Regions from separate parts of the Mus musculus genome. Here region 1 is linked to region 2. A link is a contact called in public Hi-C data. All regions are on one chromosome and are shown on one strand. The core of a region is the stretch at or near the end of the contact, and the rest is flanking DNA. Distances in the headings are between cores, read along the strand shown. Region 1 overlaps Slc35f3 (solute carrier family 35, member F3). Region 2 overlaps Slc35f3 (solute carrier family 35, member F3).

The links. A called contact is a pair of places that touch in the nucleus more often than the background predicts.
Region 1: a Hi-C map of cerebral cortex shows a contact between it and region 2, with 2.4 times the contacts expected there. The contact joins two enhancer-like sites. A contact is called at or near these places in 3 of 15 datasets of contacts at CTCF or cohesin (embryonic stem cells, large pre-B cells and stem cell-derived epiblast-like cells), 74 of 484 Hi-C or Micro-C datasets (the 63-12 cell line, the AML12 cell line, the AtT-20 cell line and 35 more), 4 of 115 datasets of contacts at active chromatin or transcription factors (embryonic stem cells, epiblast stem cells and stem cell-derived neural progenitor cells) and 1 of 9 other capture datasets (embryonic stem cells).

The regions. Positions count from the first base shown.
Region 1 is chr8:126,379,277-126,384,418 of GRCm38.p6, forward strand. Slc35f3 (solute carrier family 35, member F3) reads left to right here. Exons shown (of 8, transcript NM_001363500.1): 4 at 2,839-3,058. Among named protein-coding and RNA genes, the nearest start is that of Gm51604, 41 kb to the right of the region's middle. Within about 2 kb of position 3,630, at least 14 of the 459 cell types and tissues checked have an H3K27ac peak or open chromatin away from gene starts, as enhancers often do. A contact at or near this core is called in cerebral cortex, where this site is marked.
Region 2 is chr8:126,268,688-126,274,359 of GRCm38.p6, forward strand. The region is part of intron 2 of Slc35f3 (solute carrier family 35, member F3); the gene reads left to right. Among named protein-coding and RNA genes, the nearest start is that of Gm31165, 20 kb to the right of the region's middle. Within about 2 kb of position 3,949, at least 12 of the 459 cell types and tissues checked have an H3K27ac peak or open chromatin away from gene starts, as enhancers often do. A contact at or near this core is called in cerebral cortex, where this site is marked.

The DNA.
Region 1 (5,142 bases), core at 2,380-4,879, 110 kb after region 2:
CTAGCACTCTGTCCTAGTTACTTTCACATGTTGTGTTTAGCACAGTCTCTGATAGGCACAGCTCAGTTCACTGTTGCAGAAGGCTTCAATACATCATGGTGGAGCAGGCATGGCAGAACCTGAGCTTAAGGTGATTCATGTCTTGATGGATCAGGAAGCAGAGAATGTGTGGCAGGAACAACCTAGGGGCTGGGTATGGCTTTCAGGGCCCACCCTTGTGACCTGTTCACACCAGCCAGTCCTACCTCCTCAAGGTTTCTCAGCCTCCCAAATAGTACCACTGGCTAAGGAACGAAGAGTGAGGACCTTCGAGGGACCTTTGAGATTTGCCATAACAGATGGTGATCCCTTATGAAGTACAGAAAGTGAGTTTGTATTCACACCAGGACAGAACCTGTGACCCTGCTGGTGTAGTCATGGAAGTGTGTAACAGCTATCAAGACATGAAGGAAGTTGTTCTCCTTCCTGCAGGGACCCACAGGGGCTTGAGCAACACCACAGAGCGTGAAGTGGGAACACTATAACATCTCACAGCAGACACCAGCCTTTGAGGAAGGAGGAACTAGAATAGCAGCAACACCACCAATCAGTTCGTAGCCTGTTTAGGAACCGGGACATTCTACTCAGTACTGGCTTGTTGAGAAGCCACACGGGACTCCTAGGATCAGCATAGGTGGCAAAACGCTGTCATGTTCTTTGAACCGGAAATGCAATTCTACCTGTTCCCTCCTCACAGGACTTCAGGTCCCTCCCAAATAATTTTTCTGTTTCTTCCATGCCTACATCATAGTTTACCAGTAAACAACACAACCTGCATTTTAGATTGCTTATTAGAAAAATTAAATTAAATTCAAAGTACTATCAAATCTCCTTTGGCTCCTGATTTTAATTTTCTTCCATTGCTGGATTTTAATATTATGTGACTCTAAGAAGACTACTCCCCACTCTAGTGTACTTGGTATTTGGCTAGTGATGTCTTTTCTTAAACTCTGTAAGGATTAGTAAGGCCTGAATCCACTTCTAAGTCACAGGCCAGCTGCTTTCCTTTCTGGACAGCTGCCATGGAGCTACACCATGTCTGTGAGTCTGGACCAGGGACCTCTGGGGACAGCACTTGCCGAGTCTGGATCCTCCTCACCAGGGTCTTCATTCCCAGAAAGCCATGGCTCAGCACCTCTCTCCACGGGCTCTCCATGTTTATCATCCCTTAGGCCTCCCCTGCTCTGCCTCTTTCACTGACTGTGAAAGAAAGGCAGGCTTTGCTTTGCTTAAACATTTTTAAAATACCAGTGAACTCTCCTTGGAAAATCTGGAATTGTCTGAAAGGTTTCTTCTGAAGTGTGTTCTGCCTGGTGCCATCTTGTAAGAACCTGATCTCCTGGATGCACTAGCTGCTTCTCTTCTGGGCAGGCTTAGGGAAGGGGAGACATGAATGTTCACATGATAGTGTAAAGAAGGGAGAGTGAGGCGGTGATGGCGCACACCTTTAATCCCAGCACTTGGGAGGCAGAGGCAGGCAGATTGCTGAGTTCAAGGCCAACCTGGTCTACAAAGTGAGTTCCAGGAGAGCCAGGGCTACACAGAGAAACCCTGTCTTGAAAAAAAACAAACAAATGAAGGGAGAAGATTTGCAGGTAGTTCAAACTATTTGTATTATAGCCAGAATGTATTCGTGTGCTCAAAAACTGCTCATCCAATGGCTGGAAAGATGGCTCTGTAGTCATAAACATTTGCTGCATTTGCAAAAGACCCATGCTCAGTTCCCAGCATCCATATAAAGCAGCTTGCAACTGCCTATAATTCTAGCTTCTGGGGAATCTGACACCCTTTTCTGGCCTCCATGGGCACTTGCACAAAATCCACACAGGCATGCATAAGCACGCGCACATGCACACACAGAGTCAAATAAGTCTTTCTACAGTGCTTATCTCTGCCTAACCACGAAGGAAAACTACCCATTCTTATTCACCACCTTCCCCATCAGAAAAGACAAATAAAAAATGCTCTAGCCCACACAGGGGTGCTCCAGCCTCTACACATTGTGACTTGATATCCTCACCCACAATGCTCGCCTTTGAAAACCACACCGTCAAGCTGCAGGATGGATCTCAGTGTCAAAGTAAGTTTACAACCCTCTTGTTGAGCCTTCGACCCATGAGTCATGGGTCAGATGCTCCAGCCAGTGACTTTCATCTTCCACTTGAAAGTTACTGAACCCCACAGTCAGCTCCTATGGACTTGAGTCTTCCGGTCAGATAATCCTGGCACACCTGCCATGAAAGCTGCCACTCCATGGAGTAAGCAGAAGGAACAACAGCCGGTGACATCATGCCACAGTGTGGGGCTGCTCACCGTCACCTCTCACTGCAGCTCCTGGGGACCAACCATCCCCTCTGGCCTCTGCGGGCCCAATAACACAAATATGCATCGATAGATAATAAAAATAATAGCAACTAAGAGACCTAGTCCTTTTTTGTTTTGTTTCCCCCACTTTGAGGCAGGAGCTCACGTATACCAAGTTGGCTTCAAACTTGCTGTATGTTAAGGATGATTTTGAATCTCCAATCCCTCCCTCCACCTCCCAAATGCTGGAATTACAGGGTTGTGCCTGCAGGGCTGGGGATGGAAACGAGGACTTCTTGCATGCTAGGCAAAAACGTTCCACCAAATGAACCACATTCCCCTCCCTGTTAATTTTTCTTTTGCTTATTAGCTGAGTAGAAGGTAAGTCATGGTTTGTATGAACCCAAGATGATAACTAACTAACTCTCTCTCTCTCTCTCTCTCTCCCCTCCCCTCTGCTCCCCTCCCCCTCCCCCTCCCCTCCCCTCATTTTAGGGAATGCTGTCGGTTCTTTGGAGACAATGGCTTGACTCTGAAAGTGTTCTTTACCAAGGCAGCACCTTTTGGTGTTCTTTGGACTCTCACAAACTACCTGTACTTACACGCAATAAAGAAGATAAACGCCACAGACGTCTCCGTCCTGTTCTGCTGCAACAAATCATTTGTTTTCTTGCTGTCGTGGATTGTTCTCAGGGACAGATTCATGGGAGTGAGGGTAAGTTCTCCATTAACTGTCTTGCCCCTCTCTGTCGTGCCCAAACCCCGCCCTGCAAGCAGCAGCTGCTGACCGAGGTCCTGATCCTCAGAAGGGTGCGGTTCTTGCTATGGCTTTCAGGCCTCCTTGCTTGCTACCCACGCTAGAGAAGCATTTGTGAGAGCAACTTTCATCCCCGACATTTCCACGAGCATCCCCTAAAGCTCGTACCAAGCAGGGAATCAACCTGGTTTATGTGTCTGGGAGAGGCTCGGGGCCTTGCCTGAACCATGTAGCCAGAAATGCCAGTGCTAAATTAGAGCTGAGAGCTGGGGCAGGGCAGTGGGGTGGGGATTTCACTTCAAACTGTTGATCAAGGGCAAATGCGATGGCATTCCATGAATGGCCAGAATTTTGCCAGAGAAAATTGCATAGTTGATTGAGAGCTAGCCAGATTTCATGACAGCTGTGTGCAGCATGGTAAGTGCAATGCAAAGTCCCAGCAGGAACATGGAAATGCCTAACCCAAGGAGAGGAAATGGGTGCCATTGGTCAAGGACAGAATCTTGGTGGCTCTCTACCTGCTCCCTCTGGTGGTGAGGGGCTGCCTCTGCTGTTCTTCTCCTTGCCACAGAGTAGGCCAGAACACTGGTCACTTAGAGCACAGCTGATCATCTCCTCCTTCCTTCCTGAAGCTCAGGGCCCGGTGCTGGGTAGCCTCACTCGAGCTAACCTTGCTGGCAACCATCAAGAGGCAGACTCCGGGTCCTCTGCTTCTGTCCTTGCTTCACTGTCCTGAGACGAATGACATCACCTTTAGGGTGGGCTTACGCCCACCTGAGTTATACAAACAGCAGTGGGGACGTGAGTCAACTGCTGGTTCATATTTTTAGCTTACAGCAGGGGGAGAGTTTGTTTTGAGGCTCAGTGTTAATTTTGGAATAAAAACTCACGCCCCAGGCTGCCACCCAGAAAAGCCTTCAGTAAATCAATGATCTAATATGTGTCTGGAGGGGCTGCAGGTGCTTCACACAGACTCAGAGCTAAAGACTTGGGTGTGCCGGGGTCACTAATCCATGGTTATGCCTTTGCAGGCTTTACTTAGGGGTCAAAGAATCAAGAGACTCCATAGAGCTTTGGGGCATGATGCAGATGTCCCGAGCAATTTTTTTTGTTATGGGAAAGAGATGCTTCAAGGTCAATGGCACAGAAACAGAAAGAGATGTGGGTGAGAGTAAACTTGAGCTATTCAGCCGACTTGCAGAACACAGTGTGGTTGAGATCTGTGCTCGTTTGTTGTTTGTGGGTAGGAGACTTTCCTATACCCTTCTACTGGGATATAGCCTGGCAATGCTAGCCTCTGTTTAACGTGCTCTCTACTGACCCCTGCACACTACAGGTTTGTGTTAGGCTTTCGGTACTCAGTGGGTGCTGTAGGGAGAAGCTACAGGGCCGCATGGATGACAGGATGTTGTAATATGCATACACTGTGCAGGCAGGCATGCTCTCCTTTTAGAAGTGCATGGCCGGTCACTGAAGAACTTCCCACTGTAGGCTACAGGATCAATACAAAGCTCAGAAAGCTCATGGAATCCATGAGGCAAAATGAGAGACAGCTGGCGGCCACTCAAGTCCTTGTCAGGGATGGGCAGTTCCTGCTTCTAGGGAATTATCAAAGTCTTACTAGTTACTGTAGCTTCCAGCCTGGGGGTTGGGTGATCAATGCCAGCTTCATAGACGTGAAGGATAGGACCAAGGCTCCTCCTTGTGGAGGAGAAGACTTGCAAGAAGCGGGGTTATGGGGCAGCAGGGGCAGCAAATAAGACTTGTGTGGTTAAAATAATTGCTTCAGTCACCCAGTTACAGCTTATTGAAGATGGGAAGGGGCATCCGCAGTTCTAGTGACCTAGGTGGTGGACAGGTCCAAAATGTAAGGAAACATATCTTCTAATACTCTGGAGACCCTGGTCACTTCTGGTGTCACCAGGTGGTTGCTGCTGAGGTGTCTGTTTAAACATAGCTCTGCCGGTCCCCAACTCTGCTTACAATTAATTCTGTGAGTCCTGGGACAAAGGTTCTCACATGGTAGCCAAATGCTCAGACTG
Region 2 (5,672 bases), core at 2,699-5,198:
CCTGATCCAATATCCACACTACCAAAAATAAGTAAATGAAATGCTTTCAGCCTGGCATGGTGGGACATACCTATAATCCAGCACTCAGAGAGTTGGCCTGGGGTATATAGCAAGATCCTATTCTAAAAAACAATTAAAAAGAAGGAGGAGGAGGAGGAGAAGGAAAAGAAGGGGAAGAAGGAGAAGGAGAAATAAGGAGAAGGAGGAGGAGGGGGGAGAAGAAGGAGGAGGAGGAGGAAGAAGAAGAGGAGAAGGAGGAGAGAAGGAGGAGGAGGAGGAGAGAAGGAGAAGGAGAAGGAGAAGGAGAAGAAGAAGAAGAAGAAGAAGAAGAAGAAGAAGAAGAAGAAGAAGAAGAAGAAGAGAAGAAGAAGAGAAGAAGAAGAAGAAGAAGAAGAAGAAGAAGAAGAAGAAGAAGAAGAAGAAGAAGAAGAAGAAGAAGAAGAAGAAGAAAAGAAGAGGAAGAGGAAGAGGAAGAGGAAGAGGAAGAGGAAGAGGAGGAAGAAGAAGAGAAGAAGAGAAGAAGAGGGCATGCCCCAGCAGATACATCACTGGGCCTCTACATGACCTTGGCATTAAACCCATCATCTGGATTCAGTGAGAGCCACCCAAGCTCTTCAGAGCCATGTGCTATCCATGCTGGGCTGAAACCTTTGGAAGATGGTGCCTAGCTACTAGAAATGAATCTCAGTGGGAAGGGGCCTTGAAGTTTATAGTCCCTTCTTCCTGTCCCCTCCATGCTTCCTGATCCACTGAGACATGGGCAAGCAGCTGCTCTATGCTCCCCTGCCATGGACCCACACTACCTTCTCCTAAGGGCTCCTCTGCTGCCTCAGTCTCTAGCAATCTTTTTCTTTTCTCTGCTCAGTGCCCTGGGGCAGGGGAGGAGGAGGCAGGGGGAGGGGTGGGGGCAGAGTGGAGTTGGGGTGGGAATGGGGTGGGGGTTGGAGTGGGGATTTCGGGGGTGTGTGATTACTGAGAAGCTATGCCAGCTTTCTCCTCCCCCCCCCCCCATTACAAGAGTAGAAGCAAATATGTCTCGTAAAACCGTGTACTAATGCAAGCATAGTAGGGGCTGCAGAGGATCTGCACGCCACAGACATTTATAGGAGTCTTTCCTGTTCTGCCTCCTCCCCTTGTTCTAAGAAGCAGCTGAAAAGGACCCGCTCTTCCTTGTAGCTTTTCTGAGCTTAGTAACCACAGTGGTGGCCTCTCTGCCCACGGGTTTTAAGTGATACTTTGAAACGTTACATTTCAAGGCTTCTTGGTTGCTGTTGAACAGCTGGCAGGATGAACTATGATCCCCTCGTCTGAATAAGCTCTGGATAGGGAGGTTTGTGTAGAAGCAAGCATCACAGGAGTGTGACTGATGCTTTTCTCAAGGGCAGCTCTCTTTAGCCTTCATGGAGAAACTAAGAAAAATATCTTCCTGGCACTCAGCAAATAGATGCTATGACTTGGGGGCAAGGGGGGGGGGCTGCTATTCTGTTTTGCAATAATAAATAAAAAGTAATGATGTATTTCTGAAAAGTATCCTGATAAATAAAAACAATGAAAAGTTCCACATCCACCACGTCACCTGTAAACACAAATTTCCAAGCTCCTAACCAATGTGCCAAGCATCACAGTGGTGGTGTCGTAGCGCAAAACTCAGGCTTTCTCCATCACAGTGTGAGTGTGAGTTTCTGCTCAGCTTATCTCTGTGATCCCCCCCCATCAGCTGTTATGATTTGGGTATAAATGACCCCTACATATTCATCCCCAGATGGTGTTGTGCCATTGGGGAGTTGTAGAACCTTTAGGACATGAGGCCCAGTGAGATAAGAGCTGGAAAGATGGCTCAGTCAGTAAAGTTCTTACGTGGCAATAATGAGGATCTGAGTTTGATCACCAGAGACCACATTTAAAAGTATATATACATATATATGTCTGTATGTCTGTATATATGTGTGTGTATATGCATACATGTATATATTTATAAATATACACTTATAAACATGTTTATATTTATATGATTTATATATACTATATAAAATTTATGCATATAAATATGTTATATTATATATTCTATATTATTTTATATATTATATATAATTTATATGAGTATACTTTACATATGTGTATATGTGTACTCATATACATACATATATGTGTACATATGGCAGCTGGTCAATGGTGGCCCACACCTTTAATCCCAGCATTCAAGAAGCAGAGGCAGGCAGATCTTTGTGATCGAGGCCAGCCTAGTCTATAGAGTGAGTTCCAGGGTAGTCAGAGCTATGCAGAGAAACCCTGCCTCAAAAAAAACAAAAAAACAAAAAAACAAAACAAAGCAAAACAAAAGCACAGCTGGGTGTCCTGCGTGCATTCTAATCCCAGCACTGAGGATGCAGAGGCAGACAGTCCCTACAAGGGTTGTCACTGGCCAGCAAGACTAAACTACTTAGTGAGTCCCAGAACCAGTGAGAGACCCTGTCTCAAAACAAACAAACAAACAAACAAACAAACAAGGTAGGCAGAGCCTGAAGAATGATAGCTAGGGCTGTCCTCTGAGTCTATGGGCATGCACACATGCGCTTGCATACTGGTATGCATTCACACAACAGACACACACATGCACACACAGACACACGTAAAACAGTTACAGAATAGCCACCTTTGTAGTATACAGGGAAGCCATCTCAAGTCCTACCCCAGCAAGAAGAAGGTTTAATATGAAAAGGTCAGGCATATGAAAAAGTTGTTACTTCCTGCCCACTGCAGTTTGAGAAGGACACACGGACACTGTCACACAGATGGAAAAGCTGAGGCATGATGAAGATGATCTGCGTACGGTTCTCCAAAGTGGCTGTCCTGCTGTCCAGCCCAAGTCTGCCTCTTCTTCATCTGAGCATCTGGCATAGATAGGACTCTGTCCATTGGACCCAACAGAGGCTAGGCTTGGTCTAGATCATTGCTTGCCAGCTCTTTCTCTGGACTTTGCTTCTTGGAGGTCAAGAGCCTCTGAAGTGTCTTGCTGTGCTCCCCCATAGCAGTATGATGTCATGGTGCTGGGATGCTCTCTGAATTTAGGATCAGAGTGTGACCTTTAGACAACCTCCAAAGGTCTATGATGGTCTGGGATGCTCCCCCAAAGGTTCATGTCCCTGGAAGCATCTAGATCCCTGCTGAACAGTTATGTCACCCACCAGAGTCCTGCAGCTGCAGTTCCCTCTTGACCACAGAGCTGTTCTTCTTCGGCATCAATAATGATCAGGAGGAAGAGGAGGTGCAGAGCCGTGTTCAGATCACCCGCCACGTGACCTTGCCACTCTGGCATCACACGGCAGCAAACCTCTCTGAGGAGCCATCCCAAGCTGGGAAGGACAAGATGGCTTGCCAGAGAGTCACCATTATTTACAACAGTGACCATTAATGGGTCTTGGCATAAAGACCTCAGTGTCTGTGACTCTGCTGACCATCTGCCAGAAAACTGAAGGCTCTGTTCACCATACCCTACCGTCCCAGTGGCAGGAGGGACTCCAGTCTAGGAAGAGGCATGTGGGTCTCAAGAGATAACCATGAAGCATGAAGTCACCCCCAGGGTATCTCTGAAGCTAGAGAGAAAGGTGACTGAGACTCTTAGCTCTGCATGCTGCAGTGACTTGAGAAACTAACTTTCTTCTCCTCTAAGCCAATGGGCTTGTCACACATGAGAAGTATGTCTCTCACCTCCCTTGTGGCTCAGGAGGAAGGGTTTGTGGATAGCACATGTGGTATCCAGGACCTGATATCTGATACCCTGAGTACATGGAATTGTACTGTGAAGACATTGGGACTTGCATGGAATCTGTTCATGGAATTTTTAGCAACCAGTCCAGGGAGAAAAGAGGCAGGGCCAGGGACTGTAGACAGCCAACAGCATGAGCTAAGACTCCTCCACAGAGCTGGCACCAAAGACCTAGACTCTGCACCTCATCTCTGGGCTCCAGATCTGAGCATCTGGCAGCAGTCTGGCTAGGGTGGGAAAGATGTCTGTTCCAGACTGTCCTCCTCAGCTAGAACTGGTGTAGACTAAGGACCGATCCCTGGGTGGGAAGCCTCCTCTATCAAGCAAGGCTGAGCCATGTAGTTCCTTACCATGTCTATAGCTTAGAGCGCACTAGTCAGGGGTCTGCAGAGAGACATGCCCAATAGGCTGTTTTGAGGAATGCGTGGTGGGACTGCTTTATGTGATGACAGAGGCCAAGAGCTCCCCACCTCTGCTGTCTGTTAGCAGGGGAACCAGGAAAGCTAACTGTGTAGTTTCTAGTCCAAGTCCAAAGACACCAGAACCAGGAGAAGATTGGTGTCACAACTTAGAGTAACTTCCCCCTCCTCTACCTGTCCTGTCCAGGGTCCTTAAAATCTGAATGGTCACCATCCACACTGGACTGTGTTCAGCTTTAAATGCTGATCTTTCCAGAAACACCCTCACAGACACACTGGAAAACGAGGTGTCACCAGCAATCTGTGTGACCCTGAGCTCGGGTAAGCTTATGCAAATCAACCTCCACAGTGTGGGAGCTACAGTGGCAAAGTCAGAAATGTGTGTCTTCATTCCAGGGACTCCTTCTGGTCTGGAACAATGTGAGTTGGCGGAGAGCCCTAACAGCCTGGTATAGACAGTGATCCAACTGTGACCTCAGCTTCTATGCCACAGCCCCTGGGCTCTTGTATGCGATGTATCACAGCAAGGGACATTGCTGTCTGCCTAGGAACTTTTCTGTGTCTCTGGGGTTCTTGTCTGTGGCTCCCTAGATGAATGTTCTGCTGAGGAACGCCTTGCCTGTCATAGGGGCATCCTGAACCACATGACACACAGCCCTGTGCCCATCCCATGGGGAGCTGAGACTCAACAGCTGATGAATTTTCCCTGGGTGGATGGATACCAAAAAGGGGAATTATGTTGTTCCCAGCTGGACACATTAAACCTTTGTAGATCTATTCCAGTCCCACTCCCCAAGCTTCCTACCCCATGGCAGATGGAAAGACCTTAAAGGACAGTCATCCAAGGAGCCACTTGCACTAGGTACATTCTGGGGGTCTTATGTGAGTTACTATTCATTTAATCTTTGTTGTAGACTTAGGACAAAGCATGTGGCCTGTCCCCATCACAGAGGGACTGCTGGGTACCTGAGAGACTCAGCCAGCCACTTGCTAATAGGGTGAGGAACCTGGCCCTGAGCTTAATAGAGAAGATGCCCAAAGCAAAGTTGCTCTACTGCACCTTATAACCTCCAGTAAGTAGCTGGCGCAAAGGAGGGATTCCCTGACCTCAATACATGCTTTGCCTTATGTTCTTAGAGGCTACTTGGTGGCCATGCTACCTGCTGACAGAGGCAGCCTGAGAGATGGCGTGCCACTCCAACCTAAGACAAATTCCCAGGATTCACTGCTTCTAGACACAGAAATGCATTCTCTCTCTCCCTCCCCCTCTCTCTCCCCCTCCCCTTTCTTTCTTTGTGTGTGTGTGTGTGTGTGTGTGTGTGTCCTCCTCCTGCTATACACTGCAACTCTGACCTTGTCCTAGCTCCTAATTTCCCCCAAATTCAAATTCATAGGTTCAAGATCTGTAGCTGCTTGTGGTGTTAATAATGACAATCAACCTCACAGGATCTAGAATCACCTAAGAGGCAAACTTCTGGGCATGCCTG